Linked DNA regions of Lactuca sativa: region 1 is linked to region 2. The links are chromatin contacts, called in public Hi-C maps. All regions are on one chromosome and are shown on one strand. The core of a region is the stretch at or near the end of the contact, and the rest is flanking DNA. Distances in the headings are between cores, read along the strand shown.

Region 1 (6,205 bases), core at 729-3,228, 220 kb before region 2:
AAATTATACCAATCATCCCTCGTACATGTGTCAAAACGCACGTTTAGTCCCAATTTTCAAAAATTAACTCGGAACGTCTCTCGTTAGTTTAAACGTTACACGCTTCATCCCTCAGGACATAAAAAGACCATTTTGCCCTTTTATTGATTTTTTTTATTATCAATAAAATATTATAATTGCCTTTTATAAAAGAAAGAGTAAATCAGTTTATCTCCCCTGTGTTCTTCGGTGCATCTCCGCCCATCATCACCACCCACACTAGCCGACTCCACACTCTGACGATATCTCCGGCCACTACAAGACACATCCAATGCCATCAAACCCTCACCCACTGACGCCATCAAAACCCCACTTTCGATCATCTCTTCTGATCTCATACTTGCATCCTCAACATTCTTCTTCCACCCCCCCCCCCCCCCCCACACACACACACAAGAACACTGCCTCAAAACCTCACCCACCGACACCATCAAACCCCCACTCCGACCCTCTCTTTTGAACACCCTAAATCGTCGTTACCATCTGAAGGTTCGAAACCCAAATCCTAGATCGTTGTTGTATCCCTTCGTCTTTTTTGATGTGCCTCTGGAAGAGTCACAATCACCACCATCAAAGAACCATCAACGTCTATCGAATGAAGGTGGCGATAGTGAGGGTTTTATGTGGTGTTAGGTTTCAACGCAGATCGATAGTGGCGATGCCAGCTCACAAAACAGGTGGAGATGGTGATAGATGGAGAGAAAAGGTTCGCCGAAGGCAGAGACGATGTTGGTGGTCAACGACTGGCCGGTGATTTGGGTTTTCTCTTTGTGTTTGTTTCCAATTTGGGTCTCATTGAATTGTGTATTTGATTCTGATTATAAACAAACTAAAGGGTGAGGAAAGTGTAAGGGTCTCTATTTTTTTTTAAAAAAAAAATTGATAATAATAATAAAAACATTAAATTAATTGAAAAATAAAAACACAATGGTATTATCATCTTTTCAGTTTTGGAATGGACTAAGTTCGCAATAAAATTATATTTGAGGGATGAAGCGTGCAAAATTAAACCAAACGAGAGACCATCCGAGTTAATTTTTAAAAATAGAGACTAAACGTGCGTTTTGACACATGCACGATAGACGAATGATGTAATTTACCCTTTATTGTTTATTTTGGTGTTGAAATCATGATGCGTGAAAGATATGTTGGAACTTTTATTGTTTTTTTTTGGCTTATTGTTTTTTTTTGGTGTTGAAAGCATGATACATGAAAAATAAGTTAGAATTTTTTACCATTTGCCCTAAATGACATATTTTTTCTTTACTTTGTTATAAGTGGGCATATTTAAACTAATAAAATACTTGGAACATCAAGTGAACTACACGCTAGAACTAAGACATATGAAGGTCATCATGTGGAAATCAGGTTTGCAGGTAATGAAACTAAAAAAATCGAAACCAATACCGATATACATGTGGCAGTCCAGTCCAGAGTTATCTTTTGTAAATGATCCTTAGGACTAGTGGTAGGGCGGCGAGGTGGGGGACTCGAATTCATTGTAATGATCAAATAGCAAAAGTTCATAGAGATGATCATTTCTGCTTATGTGGAGAGATGAGAGGTGTGTGTGAGGGGATGAAACTTGAAAGGCCAACGCGTTGCATAGATAATACAGGTAAACAAGAGAAGGATTTAATTAAAATTATCAAAATTAAGCTTTTTTTTTTTAAGTACATTAAAATACAATGTGATTATCCAATCAATGTCATGTCACCATATTCAACATATAAAAAAAGTTAGATAACTGGTCAACAATCCATTGTTTAAACTCTAAAGGCGACAGGAAATTATGATTTTCTATTATTATTAATATAAAATCTAAAAACATATCATTATTGATAAAAAAAAAAACCAAATTATATTGCTATTTTTCCAAATTCATCTTTCAAAATATGAAAATAGGTTTAACTAACGGTGAAATGGTGTATGTGGCGGGTCACGGTTGTGAGTTATTGTGAAATTGGTCAAATTCTGTGCGAGACAAGGGAGGACACTTTATGCAATTTCCCTGGAAGAAGCCACCGACGAACCTTACAGAAACTTCTCGATCTCTCTCCATCGCTGCTACTTTCCAAATTCTATATATAAATCTTCTCCATCTCTATACATTCTAACGCAATTCAAATCTCTTGAATTCATTTGGCTTCTATTCTATCAAACACTATGGCCGACGACACTGCAGTCACTGTTTATGGAAGCAACGCCATATCTGATCCCAACAAGAAGAACAAGAATGCCTTCTCAGTTAAGGTCGGATTAGCTCAAATGCTCCGTGGCGGAGCGATTGTCCAAGTCACAAACGTTGACCAAGCCAAGATCGCTGAATCCGCCGGAGCTTGTTGTGTCATTGTGGCAGAGCAGTCAGAATCCGGAGGAATTTCACGGATGCTCGATCCGGCCGTTATTAAACAAATCCAACGGGCTGTCGGAGTTCCGGTTATGGCGAAAGCGCGGGTGGGGCATTTCGTTGAAGCGCAGATACTCGAAGCTGTCGGCGTTGATTACATAGATGAGAACGAGGTTATCGCGATAGCTGATGAAGATAACTACATCAACAAACATAACTTCCGGATTCCGTTTGTGTGTGGATGTCGGAATTTGGGAGAGGGGTTAAGGAGGGTGAGAGAAGGTGCGGCGATGATCAGAACTCAAGGAGATCTATCTGGATCAGGCAACATTGTTGAAACTGTTCGAAACGTGAGAGAAGTGATGGGTAAAATTAGGGTTTTAACAAACATGGATGAAGATGAAGTATTCACATTCGCGAAAGAATTGGGCGCACCTTACGACATCTTGGCGCAAACAAAGCAAATGGGTAGGCTTCCGGTGGTTCACTTTGCTGCCGGAGGTATTACAACACCTGCAGACGCAGCCCTAATGATGCAACTAGGATGCGATGGTGTGTTTGTGGGATCTGAAGTGTTCGATTGTTCTGATCCTTACAAGAGCGTTAGGGCAATCGTGCAAGCTGTTAGAAACTACAATGACGCTCATATATTAGCCAAGGTAAGCTCTGGGTTGAATGATTCCATAGCAACCACTTCTGATGCAATGACAGGTTTGAATCTTGATGACAACACTGGAGGTAGCTACTAAATCCTTGAATGATTACAATTACTTGTTCACTTTTATTTTGATAAAAAGGGAGAAAGATGTTAAAATCTGTAGACTGAAAAATGGTGAATTGATATGTACAATCTTTGTTTGATGAGAATAGAAATAAGAAATATGAATAATCCTTGGTGAAGTTTTTCCTAGGTTTCTTCACATATTGCTTATCCAATTTGGTTTCTGTAATATGTTATTGTTTTTGAATCATGAAGTTCACAGTTGAAATTCGAACCTTAATACAAATATGCATCAATCATAATCTGGATCAACCCATTTAAACTTGCTAGATCTTTCAAATTGAAAACAAAGAAAAGAAAAGTTGCATATTGAACACAAACAAGTAGAACCAGAAAACAAGAATACCACCAATATTGTTCCTCTTAAATTTCTACAAGAACAATCACAGAAAACTTGATACAGAAATCAGTGCACATAACAATCACTTGGTATCATTTCTTTCCACTCTTCTTGAGACCAGTACCTCCCAAAGCTCCCTTTTGAGCTTTGGCTCTAAGCTCCTTAAGTGCCTGATCAAAATGCATATCACATTTTAGCAACCTAGATTTTAATGTACTTTCAACAAAAAGAAAAAAAAAACAGAAAATGATGCACCTTTTCCTCATCTTTCTTCTTTTGAATGTTGGCCTTATCAACCTGGATTAACAAAATGAATTAGCAAGGGTAGGATTCTGCCCATATGAATTGAAAGGAATTAGCAATTTAGTACCATAGTTGAAGCTCTAAGCAAATAAGTTTTGCAAATTGTATGCTTATGTTCATTTGGCAGATATTATTTTTGTACCACAACACTATACAGTTGAGTTTAACCGATTTTATATTTTCTATATTTTCTAAACCTATGTTTCCCCAACTAAATGGAAGAACAACAATACGACTAAAGGGATGCACATAAGCTGATAAGCATTAACATGAAAGAAACTCTGGTGAATTTTGATGGCAACTACAGATTCGCCTCAAGCATAACCTTTTCCTTATGAAATTATTTGAGTTTAGCTCAAGAACAAACGTTTGAAAAATCATATGATTGCTGACTAGATAAAATAATTAGGCCAATCTACAACTTAAGCAGGGAAACGGATCTTCAAACATCACAAAAAAGGCACGATGAAGCTTGGAAAACAAAAAATCGCCATCAAAACACAACTAATAAGAGAACTTAAGCTACAATTACCTATCGATTGAGACATTAAACTAAAACTACCATACGAGAATAACTAATCATGTTAGATATATTCTTTTCGAGCAATCAAAATGAAGATCGTCGATCGACAAAGTAGATAATTATGAACAAACAAAATATAGAGGAGAATGAGTTGCTCATGATGATAGATAATACCTCATCATATTCCTTCTTTTCAGACTTTGGTTGCTTTAATGGCTTCGCTTTTCCACCTGCTCAATACGAACAAATTGTTCCATAAATTCAACCATAACAAAAATTATCAAACACGATTTCAACGAAACTGAGAATGCATGAAAATTAGATCGCCTATGAGAACTGAGAACAATTGGTGGTACCTTGCTTGGACGACATTATCGAATCTAGGGTTAGGGTTTGCTCTGATCCGTAGAAATGCGGGAAGCGGAAGAAATCTTTGATTGTTTTCGAAAGGTAAAGTTGTGGCTATTTATACGAGGATAGTACCGTTTTTCTTTTCTTTTTTTTTTTAATAACAATTCTCTTTGATAAATGAGTTTTTTTTTTTTTTTTTTTTTTTTTTCTCGCTAAATGTCATCTTTTTTTTCATTTTGACACTTCAGAATTTTAAAAATTTTATTTTCCACTTGTCATTTTCTATGGATTTTCATTTTCTTAAAATAAAATTCCATAAAATTGTAATGAATTCTTTAAGGAAATAAATTTATTCTATTAATTTGGTAATAAATTCTCATAAATACTTCAAACGATTTAGTTTATTTTGTAAATTTTCAGAAGATTACATCATGTTATGTAAAGTATAACATTATAAAATATTTCATATTAGGTGTGAAACTCGTGTATTACACGGGTTGATTTAAAAAATGATTAATACTTTACATATATAAGTATATGACTTTAATTTTTAAGTATATAACTTTAATTTTAAAAATTGAAACAAATCAAAAATTGACAAATTGATAATATTTATTTCAAAAATACCACAAAATGACAAGTGTCAATACTCATGAGAGATTGATATGTGGCAAAAAAAACCTTCATTTATTAAGGAGGATTTATATGTTGATATTAAAATTTTATTTTTAATAAACCCGTGTAATACATGGGTGTTACACCTAGTGTAATATTAAAATTCACACAAGGTTGTAATAAAACTTTCATGTCAGAAAGAAAAAAAAAAGTTAGGAGTCGTATCAGGCTGGAGGGAGTGGTGCCACCGAAACCGCACTCCCTCCTATGCCATGTAGACGCCAACTCAGATTTTTTCTTATTTCATCAACTAGAAACCGCAATGGGGGAGTGGGAAAAATGTTAGGAGAAAGAAAAAGAAAAAAGAAAAGAAAGAAGATGATTGGTTGAGAGAGAGAGAGAGCAAGTAAAAGAGGAGAAAGAGAAAAAAGAGTGTGGCCAGGGACTACCGCAGTGCGGCCTCCACCGCACCCAAACCGCAATGGAGGGGGGTGTTCATGCTGAGGTGGAAGGAGACTACGGTAGAGACCGTAGCCACTCCCCCAAGCCTCATGAGTATGCAATGATACTAAAACTTCGTTATTAAAGAAGTTAGTAAATATTTTTTTATATTAATATTTTGAAGTTTTCTTTTATTTTTTATTTTACATTACCAAACTAATTTTCTAGCTCTTAAAAATAGATAATCATGACACATGACTATCAAAATATCAAAAATTATACTCAAATAATCAAACATTCAAACTTTTTTATATTAATATATTAAATTTTTTTTTTCAAAAGAACTAATCTTCTAGCTTTTAAAAAGTAGATAATTAGGACACTGACTGCTAGAATCAAAAGCAATGTTTGATGTTTCAAATAATTACAATGATGGAAACTAAAATATTAAGCAATTAAACT
Region 2 (6,163 bases), core at 1,356-3,855:
ACATTGTTATTTGTGAGTTTTGTAGGCTTAAATGCAAGTAATAGCAAATTACTTTGATATATTGGTGCATAATAACATCTCACTCTCTATATGACTTTACATGATGCAACTTATCCAATATTTCTCTATCAACTTGGCTGATCAAAGTAAATAATGATTATTTTATATTCCATGATAAATGAAAAGAATCTGGATGAAATAAAATTGATAATTTAAAATTCTGTTTTAGGTCAGCAAGTAATGTAAATGCGGTTAAATTCTCGCCCAATAAAAAAATGGTAAACTATTATTATTAGGTCCACAATACTCTTTTTTAGCTTTCACATTAAAATGTTGATCTCGGGCCGTTGAACACAATGATGTTAGTTTTGCAATAATATACATGTTAAGTTGAATCTATAAATAAACTGATATAATGGATTGAATGGGTCTTTAGGCAAGATATTAGGCCCGAGGTAGTTTAGATAAGTATGAGTTTGGGTGAACACATAAATTTTCATTTAGATAAAGTTGATTCATAAGTTTTATGCATATGACATCTTAACATCATTGCACATTGAAGCAGGGCTTTTTTTTTCTTCGAGGTTCAAACTAACCATTCTTCCTTCCTCTCTTAATATCTAAAATATTAAAAATTGAAATCCAAATAACATAGGAGAGATGCGGACATCATTTTTTCCGTTTAACTTGCATACAAGAAAAAATAACAATGAGAAACAATAAACTCATTTATATACAAAAAAGGAAAAATACAAAAAAAAAACTTACAACTTACTTTCGACATTAATTGATTTAGCCACTTAACTATTTTTTATAATGATTTTAACCAGAATATTTTTATATTTTTTAGTTTATAAAAATCATTTTTCCTAGTGACCTAATTTTGAAAAAGCAAAACATATTGTCACCATTTTACTGATGTAAAAAATATTGTTTTTTTATTATTAAAATAATAGTTTAGTGGATAAGTCGATAATAATCTAATGGCTAAACAGATAAAATGGTTAAAATACACTTTGTTTTTTTGTATTTTCCCTCTGTAACAAAACCATAACCGGAAAATTGATTTTTTTTAACTATAAAAAAATGTTTAATGGTTTAAATAATACCAAAAGAAATAGCGAGATGACTAAATCAATAAAAATATGAAAAGTTCAAGTGTTTTTTCTATCATTTACCCAAATAAAATTAATATCATTTTTGAAAGAAATACTTGGTATAAAAATTAAAATTACAAACCTGAGGAGGACCTTCAAGATTTTTGAGAATATCATATTAACAAAGATAAAAAATATCCCACTCCAATGGATAATCTACTTTCTGAAAATTTTAAACTAACAAATAGCCAATAAAATCTTGATTTTCAAATAACAACATATAATAATTGTCAAATTGACAAGTAAATTTGATGGAGAATGGATAAGTTTATTATTACTCTCAAAATCTTTGGTTTTTGATTAGATTCATTCTTGTACAAAAATCATATAAATTGTATAGTCAAATACCTTGCAAATAAAGCAATAGTTTTAAGAAAAATCAGCATAAATTTAAAAATTAAACATATTAGATTTTGACCAAAATTTGAAATAATAATAAAGGTCTTATCCATTAATGTGTGGATCCCTTAAGTAACCATTGAGGAATTTTGTGGAACACTTGATATATTTGTTCAGAAACAATATTAATAGTAAAAAATTAGTTGACAAATTAGTGAAAAATGATAAAAGAAATTGATAAAAGAACATCTATAGAACCATAAACATTCAATTGAAAAGGATGAATAGGAAAAAGATACATGAAAAATTCCAATTCAAACGAAACCAAAGATGAAATTTGATCAACGTTGGAGTTCAAAAATCAAATAACTCAGTACTTCTAGATCAAATAACTCCAGAGTTCAAAAACTTTCAACGATTGATCAGTAAAAAGGAATGTGGTGGACTTATATTTATACAGAGATTAAAATTTGGAAGCGATTACCTTCATAATTTCTTTGAATCTTGCTAATCAACCCCAAAATATTGATTATCAGCAACTGATTTCTCGACTGGACGATAAAAGACCAAATTGTGAGATTTTATAGTATGTTTGATAGAATAAAAAGGTTTAGAGGAAAAAAGGTGTGCTTAAACGACTTGTTTTTGCATAAAATGACAGTGAAGGTAGAACAATGGCAAGAAGGTGGATATAGAGAGCAATGAAGTCAAGTGTAAATTTATTTCCTTAGAGAGATTTAAAGTATTGCTAATTTCGAAGAAAAATATGGTTGATGGTTTTGCCGTTTTGAAGATTCTTCTGAGACTATATGAGCGATAAACCATTAGTTGAGAATTTAAAAAAGTGCCATGTGGCAGAAGTATTATGTAGAAAGGTACCATATGGCCTTAAAAAAATTCTTTTATTAAAGAGGTGATTTATTCGTATAATATATAAAGAGAACATATAAATGGTTTAAAGGAACATAATCTTAAATTTTAAAAGAAAAGGTAGTGGGTCTAGAATCATAAGACTTACAACATGAGGGGTCGAAGTGAAAATATATATATGGCAATCTTTTTGACTTTCCTAATCCCTTGTACAAAAGAGCTTCCAAGTGTTTGTCGGTCTTGCAAAACGTCGCCGTATCTGACAATCGTCATCATGGATGTTCGCGTTGGCTAACATTCGCATTTCAGTATCCCCAAATCACCTCTCTCTATCTCTCTCCGTTCTTCCCTACTCTGTACAGAGTACAGACCAGAAAGCACTCAGATTACACTGTAAATTGATTCCTCCAATTTTCTACTAAATAATTGGTTTGTAGATCAGTCGGATCTTATCAGAGATGGGTTGTACACAATCGAAGATCGAGAACGAAGAAATTGTGAATCGGTGCAAGGAAAGGAAAACAGTGATGAAAGAATCAGTATCTGCTCGGAACGCCTTCGCCGCTGCCCACTTCTCCTACGCTGCTGCTCTCAAGAACACCGGCGCCGCACTTAGTGACTACGCCCAAGGCGAGGTTCAATTCTCTGATCACCGGCATCCCTCCTCTGTTGACGCAGTTTCCTCTTCGACAACCATTCTCCCTCCAGCACCACCACAACCCCCATACGAAAACCTCCCTCCGCCCCCACCACCGCCTCTCCAACGCGCCGCTACTATGCCGGAATTCACCATTTCGGAACCGGAATTCAAGTCGCATCCTGACCCGATCATCGAAGAAGGCGACGAGGATGATGAGATTGATGATCGTAGCTTAAAGCGCCGGACTAGTTCTAGAAGCTCCGCTGGTGCCGGTGTCAGAAGTGTTTCGAAAAGAGAGGCCGAAAAACAGGATTTCCCTCCGCCATCTCCACCACAGCCAACGCCACCACGTCCGACTGAAAACACTCTCAATCGTGCCGCACCACCTCCACCTCCGTCTCACGGGATGTCTTCATGGGATTACTTTTTCCCGTCGATGGAAAACGTTACAGGCCCGAGTCTGGCTGAAGCAGATAGCCAGAGCAGTAGATTCGAACGCGAAGAAATCCACCAACGGAAAGTGTTGGAGGAGGAGGAGGAGGAGGTGCAGGTGCAACACAGGTCTATGAAGAATCATATGAATCACAACGGTGGCGATGGAAGAGGTGGCGATAGTGGTGATAATGAGGTTGAAGAATTGGCAACCGAAGTGGAGGAAGAGCCTCCACCACCCCTACCTAAAGCTGTAAAGAAGGTTCGGGTTCCTGTGTCAGTTCCAGCAGAAGGCAGAAGATCATCCGGGAAGGGTGGTGGTGGACAGAGTCTGGACTTGTTGCAGATATTTACTAAGCTTGATGATTGTTTTCTGCAAGCATCAGAAAGCGCCAATGAGGTTTCAAAGATGCTCGAGGCCAATAGACTGCATTACCACTCAAATTTTGCAGATAATCGAGGTATATCAACATGATTCATGTTCTTAATTTTACTGGGTAGTAAACTGTTTGCAAGATTTGATCCAAAACTTAGTAGAAAATTCTCTTAATGCTGATATCTGTGACTGGATTGTTGGTTTTCAGGGCATATAGATCATTCTGCAAGAGTCATGCGTGTGATTACATGGAATAAGTCTTTTAAAGGATTACCAGATGCTGATGATAAGAAGGATGACTTTGATTCTGAAGAGAATGAAACTCATGCTACAGTGTTGGACAAGATGCTTGCATGGGAGAAGAAGCTATATGATGAAGTCAAGGTACCTTGATGCACCCAAATCACATCACATTTTCCATTAAGTTTTCTGTATAAAGTAGTCATCTTTCTGTATTAAGTCAAAAAGAAACACTCATATATATATATATATATATATATATATATATATATATATATATATATATATATATATATATATATATATATATATATATATATATATATATATCTTATTAGATTAAGTTGAACACATTTGATTGATGCTCAAGTCAACAGGCAGGTGAATTGATGAAACTTGAGTACCAAAAAAAGATTGCGTCACTAAATAAACTCAAAAAACGTGGTGCTAGCACCGATCATTTGGAGAGAACAAAAGCAACTGTAAGTCATCTGCACACAAGATACATTGTAGACATGCAATCAATGGATTCAACCGTTTCTGAAATCAATCGGCTTCGTGATGAACAATTGTACCCAAAACTCGTTCAACTTGTCAATGGGTAAGTTTCAAATCCGTATAATTCTTCTCAAAATTATTCTTTAAGATAAATGGTCAAAAGTCCAAGAAAAATCCACTTCCAATGTGGATTGGAAAAGTAGTTGTTTACTTGATGTGGGCCAGCTCCCTGTGGACCCTTGCTTGATTACCAGACTGTGTGTCAGGGGTTGTTGAAAGAATAACCTTTTAACTGTAGATGATTTTTTTAAACAGGATGGCGGAAATGTGGGAAAACATGAAATTACAACACGACTACCAATCAAAAATTGTTCAAGCGTTGCGATCTCTTGACATCTCTCATTCACCAAAAGAAACAACCGAACTCCATTACAAAAACACAAGTCAACTTCATGATCATGTCCAAATGTGGCATTCTCAATTTGAAAAACTCATGTCACACCAAAAAGAATACGTAAAAGCCCTCAACAATTGGCTAAAACTCAACCTTATCCCGATCGACAACAACCTAAGAGAAAAAGTCTCCTCACCTCAAAGACCACAAACCCCACCAATCCAATCCCTTTTGAGGACATGGAACGATTTCCTCGAGAAGCTTCCGGAAGAAGGAGCAAGAACCGCTATACACAACTTTGCAGCTGTCATGGACACGATCTTTCAGTACCAAACAGATGAAATGAAAATGAAGGAAAGATGCGAGGAAACAAGAAGGGAGTTGACGCGAAAAACACGGAAGTTTGAAGATTGGTATAATAGGTATATTCAGAAAAGAAGTTCGGAAGATATGGAGCATGATAAAGAAGTGATTGCTGAACAACAAATTACAGTTGAGTTGTTGAAGAAGAGATTGGAGGAAGAGGAAGAAGGGTACCAGAGGCAGTGTATTCAGGTGAGGGATAAATCTTTGATGAATTTGAAGACGGGTTTACCAGAGGTTTTCAGGGCAATGTCGGAATTTTCTTGGGCTTGTTCACATATGTATAAAAGCTTGAGGTCTCAAAGGATGAACCAAAATCCAAATGCAAGTTTTTCATGAGGTATATGATGATATGATGTAAGCAGGTTGTTTGTATGATTTGGTAAAGGTTCTTAATTTGATTTGTATGATTCAAGTGTGAAGGAGGTTTAGTTGCATGTTAATGTGATTTCATTTTTGGTATTACCCTATATTTTATGTATTATCCTTTCTTTTGTATGATGTGGATGCCATATCAACCACTAATAAAAAAATCATCGTTATTTATGAAATCAAATAAAAGCAAACATGAAATTTGATGGTTAGAACAACTTACAATGCAATTTTCAGATGCTTCAATCCCCAAAACTTTCACCAGAAAGTAGTCGTTCATGCAATGCAACAATGGAGGTTCGATAGAAAGATGATACAAACGCTCCACTTTGTAGTCGAGGTCCTCTGAAACTTGCTGTCGTTTTGCAAAAAGTCATAAAAGTCTAAAACTTTCTGATTTGATTTGCTAGTGCATAGGCACTTAGTAGTAAATGTAAGAAAACTGATTCGTAGATAACATTTATTGTTATTATATTTAAATT

What was found. A called contact is a pair of places that touch in the nucleus more often than the background predicts.
Region 1: a Hi-C map of leaf shows a contact between it and region 2, with 4 times the contacts expected there. The contact joins the promoter of LOC111910262 here to the promoter of LOC111910261 in region 2. A contact is called at or near these places in 4 of 4 Hi-C or Micro-C datasets (bud, leaf and seed).

Annotation. Positions count from the first base shown.
Region 1 is chr5:287,620,722-287,626,926 of Lsat_Salinas_v11, reverse strand. It overlaps LOC111910262 (pyridoxal 5'-phosphate synthase-like subunit PDX1.2), which reads left to right and starts at 1,978. Exons shown (of 1, transcript XM_023906065.3): 1 at 1,978-3,289. The coding sequence starts at 2,206. The coding sequence ends at 3,138. LOC111910263 (a long non-coding RNA gene) reads right to left here and starts at 4,827. Exons shown (of 4, transcript XR_002856491.3): 1 at 4,693-4,827; 2 at 4,511-4,566; 3 at 3,766-3,807; 4 at 3,427-3,680.
Region 2 is chr5:287,405,957-287,412,119 of Lsat_Salinas_v11, reverse strand. LOC111910261 (protein ROLLING AND ERECT LEAF 2) reads left to right here and starts at 2,605. Exons shown (of 4, transcript XM_023906064.3): 1 at 2,605-3,899; 2 at 4,023-4,198; 3 at 4,432-4,655; 4 at 4,868-5,779. The coding sequence starts at 2,825. The coding sequence ends at 5,648.